Regions from separate parts of the Mus musculus genome. Here region 1 is linked to region 2. A link is a contact called in public Hi-C data. All regions are on one chromosome and are shown on one strand. Each heading gives the region's core, a stretch centred on a gene start, on an enhancer-like site or on the middle of the called end of the contact. The rest is flanking DNA. Distances are from core to core; before and after follow the strand shown. Region 1 holds the start of Fitm2 (fat storage-inducing transmembrane protein 2). Region 2 holds the start of Snhg17 (small nucleolar RNA host gene 17).

Region 1 (3,194 bases), core at 498-2,997, 5.1 Mb after region 2:
TGGAGAGATAGCTCAGCAGTTAAGAGCACTGACTGCTCTTCCAGAGGTCCTGAGTTCAATTCCCACAACCACATGGTGGCTCATAACCATCTGTCATGGAATCTGATGCCCTCTTCTGGTGTGTCTGAAGACAGCTATAACGTACTCATATACATTAAATAAATCTTTAAAAGAAAGAAAAGAAGAAAGAAAGAAAAAAAGAAAGAAAGAAAGCGAGCAAGCTTTAGTTCAAGCTACAAGACCATGGTTTGAATCCTGATTCTGACTCTTATTTATCTTCAGGCCTCAGTTCCCTCAGCTAGAAAAGCCAAAGGCACCAAACCGTTTTTAAAATCTCTTCCAGATCCAGTGAGTCACTGCCAGTTCCCTCCCATTAATCAGCATCATGTCTTGGAACAAAACATTAGAATCCATGGCTACCCCTAAACAATTGGCGTGCCAGGCTGCTGGGCTCCTGGTTCATTAGGCCAGATACAGCAACATCTGCCATGTCTGCCTCCTCTGAGCTCATGAAAGGTGGCTGACCTGGAGATCTGGGCAGAAAACACCCACCAAAGAGATCTGGAACAACTACCACCCTTACACTCTATTCTTAGACCAGCCACTACGAGTGGGGAAGGATGAAGGTGGGCCAAGGACAGGGCTCTTCTTCCCTAGGTTCCAGTAGTTTCTCAGACGCCACCAAAGGGCCCATTACTAAAACCTTCACAGGCTTGACAAGGAAAGCCTCGTTAAAACCAAGGTCTGTCAGAAACCTGACTCAGTTGCCCAAAAGAGAAAACCGGGTTTGAAGTAGATTAACAAGAGAGGCAGATTGTCCACAAGCTGGAGACACTCACTAGTCTGAAGCATTAAGCTCACATGGATGGAGCAATTTCATCTTCCAAACTCCCTGTCTAGCTCCAACGGAGTGTTGTGCAATAAACTTACGATGTAAGTGTTTCTAAAGGACTAGGAAAGAAATAAGTGGAGTTTGAGAGATGTCCCAACGAGATCGGCTGGGGTTGTTTTCCTGGGTGACTGCCATGCACTTTAGAGTACTGAGAAAGTCCAAGGAGATCCAGGAGAAAGGTCACCAGAGTGAAAGGTTTCACGCTTGCTTCTACTAACATGGGGCAGGGATGGCAAAAGCTCTTGGGGTGGTGGGTGGGTCTAGAGGTGGTTCTTTAAGTCAACGGTGGGATTTTTGCCACAGTGGTTAAGAGAGGGGTGTCTGACTAGCCGGCAAGAGGAAGGTGACATCTCCCTGAACAGGACAGGGGCAAGCGCCTAACTCTGGGGGCGGGGGAATAGCCGCTCCAATGTACCCACTGTCACTTATAACCCACCCGTCACCGACTCGATCCTCCTATCGGAATGCTCACATACTAGGCGCGAATGTCACTTGCTTTCCCAGGGTCCCAGTGTCGCGACACGCGCGCGGACGCGCCTGTCAAGACAGGGCTCCCTCCCGATGACTCGCCTGCCCCAGCATCCAACTGGCTTCTTGGGGCGCGGGGGCCCGGAGCCCGATGCACTCACACGTTGAGGACGTTGCGCTTGTTGCTGAGGTAGCTCTCGGGCAGCGGGGACAGCTCCTTGACGACCGAGCCCGCCAGCATGGCGGCCACCAGCGCCCAGGGCAGGTGGCGCCGCACCGTCGCCCTCACCAGCGTCCCGCGGAGAAACCACGCGCAGCGCTCCAGGTGCTCCATGCCGGTCCTTCTCGGCTACCGTCCGCCTTCCAGAGCCTTCTCGGCCACCGTCTTACCCTTCGCCCGAGCTGGCACCACCACATCCCCTCTGGGCGCATGCGCGCTTCCTGCAAGCTCCGCCCCCTAGAGGGCGTGTCTCCCTCTAGTGGCCTTGATGGGTCTCTGCAGAGTGCAGGTCTGCATTTACCTGCGCCGCTTCCACTCATCGCCCCCAAGCTACTGGCTGAGATCACTGCAGGCTGCTCTTTGCCTGGGCAACCTGCTCCCCTCATGTTTGTGGGATGGGATTCTCGCTTTCTTTATCTGCAAAACAAACAAGAGACCCACCTTTCTTAAGAGCTAGTTTGGGAGTTCCGTATATTGGGTCAGTTATAGGGTTTTTCAGATGAAATTTCTTTGCAAAGTCATTAATAAATTTAAATCTTATTTACTTGTTTTGTTTTCAGACTGGGTTTCTCCAAGTAGACCTGGCTGACTTGGAACTCATTCTGTATAACCAGGGTGGCCTCGAACTCAGAGATCCCCTAAACTTGACCTCCAGAGTACTGAGATTAAAGTCATGTGCCACTTCGGGTTTTGAGACAAGTAAGGGCACTTGTTGCCAAACCAAATAACCTGGATTCAGTCCTTGGGATCCACATTGTGGAAGGCAACTCCCATAAGTTGCTCTCTCCACATTGTGGAAGGCAACTCCCATAAGTTGCTCTCTCTCTCTCTCTTTCTCTCTCTCTCACACACACACACACACTAAATAAATAAATAAATACAGATAAATAGATAAGTAAATAAATGTAAGAATGAATCAGCTGAAAAAAAAAAGGATGAATCAACTGTGTTGTTGACTGAACATCTTGGGCTCCCAAGGTTTGCAGAGCTCACATGAGGTACTGGTGACTCAGTCACTCAGTTTTGTCCCTTAGCTAAGCTCCTAGCCCGTAATGTTAGGTGTCAAAGTCAGGGCTTCCCAACCATGAGTTATTCCTTAGTGACTGTAGTTTATAGATTAGCACTTTAAAATCAAGGTGAAAACTCAAACCCATCACTTTCTAATTATTTTACTATGTTCTATTATTATTTATGTTCTTGTTTGTCTATTTTGAAACAGGATCTCTTACGTGACCCTGGCTGGCCTGGAACTCACTTTATAGAGAGGGCTGGTTTTGAACCTGTGTTGTCTTCCTGTCTCAGCCTCCCTCTTGGGTGCTGGGATTACAAGCATGTCCCATCACATCTGGTTTATCTATGCCTGAGCCTACCTGTATCCATTGTGCCTCCCGGGAACACCTCTGTGCTCTCTTCTCCCTTCTGTGATATCACACAGGAAGCTTGAAATCAGCCACAATAGAAGTATTTGCACTAAGGAAATTGGCAAGTGCTACAAATCAGGCCTGTGTTCTGTCATCACCTGTCTTCGTTGAGCTGTGACTCCATTTGTCAATGTGTGGTTGAACTGAAATCACAGGTGAACCGTGGAGACAAATGTCCAGTAAAATCAATAAC
Region 2 (3,477 bases), core at 700-3,199:
CCTTGATCGTTCATTTGTTCAGTCAGAACCCTGCCTCTTGACTAACAGAACACAGCAAGATGCATTCTAGAAGTCAAGCAACAGGACATTTTCTACACGGTCTCAAGTGTCCTGAAGAAGTGACAACTGGGTGTGGAGGCTGAGAAAGGATCTGAAGGAAGCAGCCACCGTCTGAGCTCCCTACCTTTGCTTCCCAGAAGTGCCAGAACGGCAGGCAGCGGGCAATGTGGGAAAGCACCAGGGTTTGGCAAGGACGAGTGTGGATCCTCCAAACACGGGGAAAGGCTTTCCAAATCCTCTCCCTGCAGTATCAATGACCAGGGCACAGGCAGCCCACAATCACTTTCGAATACAGGGGCAGAGGGCAAGGAAGACTATGGCCAAGAGCTGGGTAATGGTTAAACTGGAAAGAGATGGACAGATAGGCAACAGCCAGACAGCCAACAAAGGAAAGAGGCTGCTCCTAACTGAGCAACAGCTGTTCCTTAAGGAGAGCTCGGAAGACTGGCCGGGAGGAGGTGACAGTTCTAATAAGCACTGGCCACGAGACCTGCAGTAGGCTCAGCACTTGCTGTCTTAGATCAATGCAACCTGCCCAGCTGGCAGAACTGAGGTGACAGGACTCTTATGTCACAGAGGTAGTCCCATTTTTCAGATGAGGAAATCAAGAACCAGACAAGGCCCGGAAGCCAGCAGAGAGCAGTGGCTGAAATCTGGATGGTGCATATGACCCCCAAAATCTTCTGGCTCCTTTCCATTCTGCTCTCCACCCACCAGAGTAAAGCAGAAGGGTACAGAAGCGACAGTGGGAACACAGGACACACAAGACACAGATCCCAAGTGGGTACAGCAACAAGCAGGCACACCTCAAAGAACCCAGCCTCACCTCACCTTCACCCACTTCCAACTATAAATGAAGAAACTGAATCCCCCATCCCAGGGCACAATCCTCACTCAGGAGCACCAGTTTGTCGATGTAGCAAGACGGAGACAACTCTTTGGCCACTGTAGATCCCAGCTGTTATTTCTGCAAATACAATAAGCCCAGGTGAGCCACATGAACAGCACCCAGTTACCTGGGAAAGCACCCAGAATCCCAAACACAAAAGCTGCCAGGTAGCAAACCACGGAGCATAGACACCCCCCCCTTTCCTCTGTAATCCCCACTATGCAACATGGAACAGAACTGTCCCCAGAATCTTGCCCTTGGTTATTTCGAGCCCTCACCGAGCTTCTCTCTGCACAGTGGCTTTGTCGACCTCCTCAAAAGTAGTAATCAGAACTCCACACCACCCCTCTGCTGGTACCCATGGGAAGGCCAATTACAGGCACCCGGGCTTCAAGTTGCTCCCGAATAGCAGAGCACTTACCCAGGCATCCTCTCCCTGGACAGTGGGTGTCCATCTCGGAGTTGAAGGGAGTAGGGGGTTCCAGAAGCTGTAATCTGTCGACCCAAGGAGCTTCCATCTGTCTCCAGGAGGGCTGCGCAGTCTACAGCCTGGCAGGACAACGGAAGCGGCTGCGGCGCAAGGCAGGGCGGGGCAGGGGGACCCAGATGCTGCACCCGGGGTCCTGGGGGAGTCTCAACTTAAATCCTGGTCAATGGATTCGCCTTGGTAGGATGCTAAAAACATGGGACACAGGTCGTAAACACCGACCCACTTTTTGTAGGCGACAGACATGGCTTTGAGGCTTCAGATACTCAGACGGTGAAAAGCACGCGGCTTGAGGCCCTCCCTCCTCTAGACCCAGCAGACCAGCCGCCCACCGACGGCCCGCAGCCCGGTTTCCTTGATGGAGGAAACGGCGCTGCCCATGCACCTTGCACTCACCTTGGTGCCCTGTATTGGGGAGACGAGCCCGGGAACATGCGGGATGTCTGTAGATTTGGGCGGATGGCAATGGCCAGAGAGGAAACACATCCACGCGACAGGAAACTGTGGTCTTCACGATGGGCGCTGGCGGAAGAACAAATGACAAAGCACGCTGCAGCCTAGAGCAGCATCTCCGAGCGGCGGGCCCTCCAGCGCCCCCACGAGGAGAGGAGACTAACAACTGTTTGAACATATTAAGTTAATTTTTTTTTTTTTTTAAACAATGATACGTTTTAGGAGGAAACTGTCTCTCGTTTGCCGTATTTTTTCTGTTTGTTCTGAAGCAGACCTCTCTTACAAACTACTGATTCCACAGCACATGGCTCAGTGGTGTCACAAAGGAACAAATGATGACTTTAAACACCACCACACGAGGTCAGTAGTGGCTTGAGACTGGCATGTGGAAGGGATGAGAGCAAAGAATGAATGCTTTGCTAAAAGTCTACCTAAAAATCATAAGGCCGATGGGACGATTCCCTTAACCAGAAAAGTCCTGATCCAAGTAACAGATGAGAGACAGATGTTTGAGAAGGAGCTCACGTGTTTCCAAGTCTTCATACTCCCAAACTCTGCTTGGATCCTAGGCCAAATGTGGCTCTTGGCCCTATGTACAGCAGCTCTGCCCTTGGGGCTGAAGAAGGAACTCCACTGAAAGAGTCCAAATGACCTCTGAGCCAGCCATCTCTTCCGCCTCTAAGGGTGACTTAAAGACAAAAGATAGTCTGGGCTGGAGAGATGGCTCAGTGACTTAAAGCAATTGCAGAGGACCTGAGTTCAATTCCCAGTACTCATACAGAGAGCCTAATGTTTGTCTGTAACTCCAGTTCTAGGGGATATGACGCCCTCTTCTGTACATTGTAAACACTGCCTGTAAAAGTGGTACACATAGTATTTCAGGCAAAACACTCGCAGGCATAGCATTAAAAGAAAGAAAGAAAGAAAGAAAGAAAGAAAGAAAGAAAGAAAGGAAGGAAGGAAGGAAGGAAGGAAGGAAGGAAGGAAGGAAGGAAGGAAGGAAGCCAGGCGTGGTGGCGCACACCTTTAATCCCAGCACTTAGAAGGCAGAGGAAGGCAGATTTCTGAGTTTGAGGCCAGCCTGGTCTACAAAGTGAGTTTCAGGACAGCCAGAGCTATACAGAGAAACCCTGTCTCAAAAAACCATTAAAAAATATATATATATATTATTAAAATATATATTAAATATATATTATATATTAAATATGTATTATATATTAAATATATTAAATAAGTATATTTAATATATATATATATAATATATATTAAATATATATATAAATATATATTAAATATATATTAAATATATATATATATATTTTTTAGGGCTGGTGAGATGGCTCAGCGGTTAAGAGCACTGACCACTCATCCAGAGGTCTTGAGTTCAATTCCCAGCAACCACATGGTGGCTTACAACCTTCTACAGTGAGATCTGATGCCCTCTTCTGGTGTGTCTGAAGACAACTACAGTGTACTCCTATCCATTAAATAAATAAATCTTTTTTTAAGAAATTAAGGCAAAAGGTAGATGTATTTTTATGAATTTAATACTGTAACAAGATATTGTGTCAGCATTGTCATGGTTAAT

Evidence for each region. Hi-C and Micro-C count contacts between places; a contact is called where the count stands out from the background.
Region 1: a contact with region 2 is called in a Hi-C map of B cells, with 5 read pairs. The contact joins the promoter of Fitm2 here to the promoter of Snhg17 in region 2.

What each region holds. Positions count from the first base shown.
Region 1 is chr2:163,470,882-163,474,075 of GRCm38.p6, forward strand. Fitm2 (fat storage-inducing transmembrane protein 2) reads right to left here and starts at 1,748. Exons shown (of 2, transcript NM_173397.4): 1 at 1,522-1,748. The coding sequence starts at 1,694. 2310001K24Rik (RIKEN cDNA 2310001K24 gene) reads left to right here and starts at 1,664. Exons shown (of 1, transcript NR_028122.1): 1 at 1,664-2,122.
Region 2 is chr2:158,359,573-158,363,049 of GRCm38.p6, forward strand. Snhg17 (small nucleolar RNA host gene 17) reads right to left here and starts at 1,950. Exons shown (of 6, transcript NR_027887.1): 1 at 1,833-1,950; 2 at 1,371-1,498; 3 at 892-1,027. LOC115489589 (a small nucleolar RNA gene) reads right to left here and starts at 357; the gene lies at 226-357. RefSeq lists a cis regulatory region at 1,882-2,158.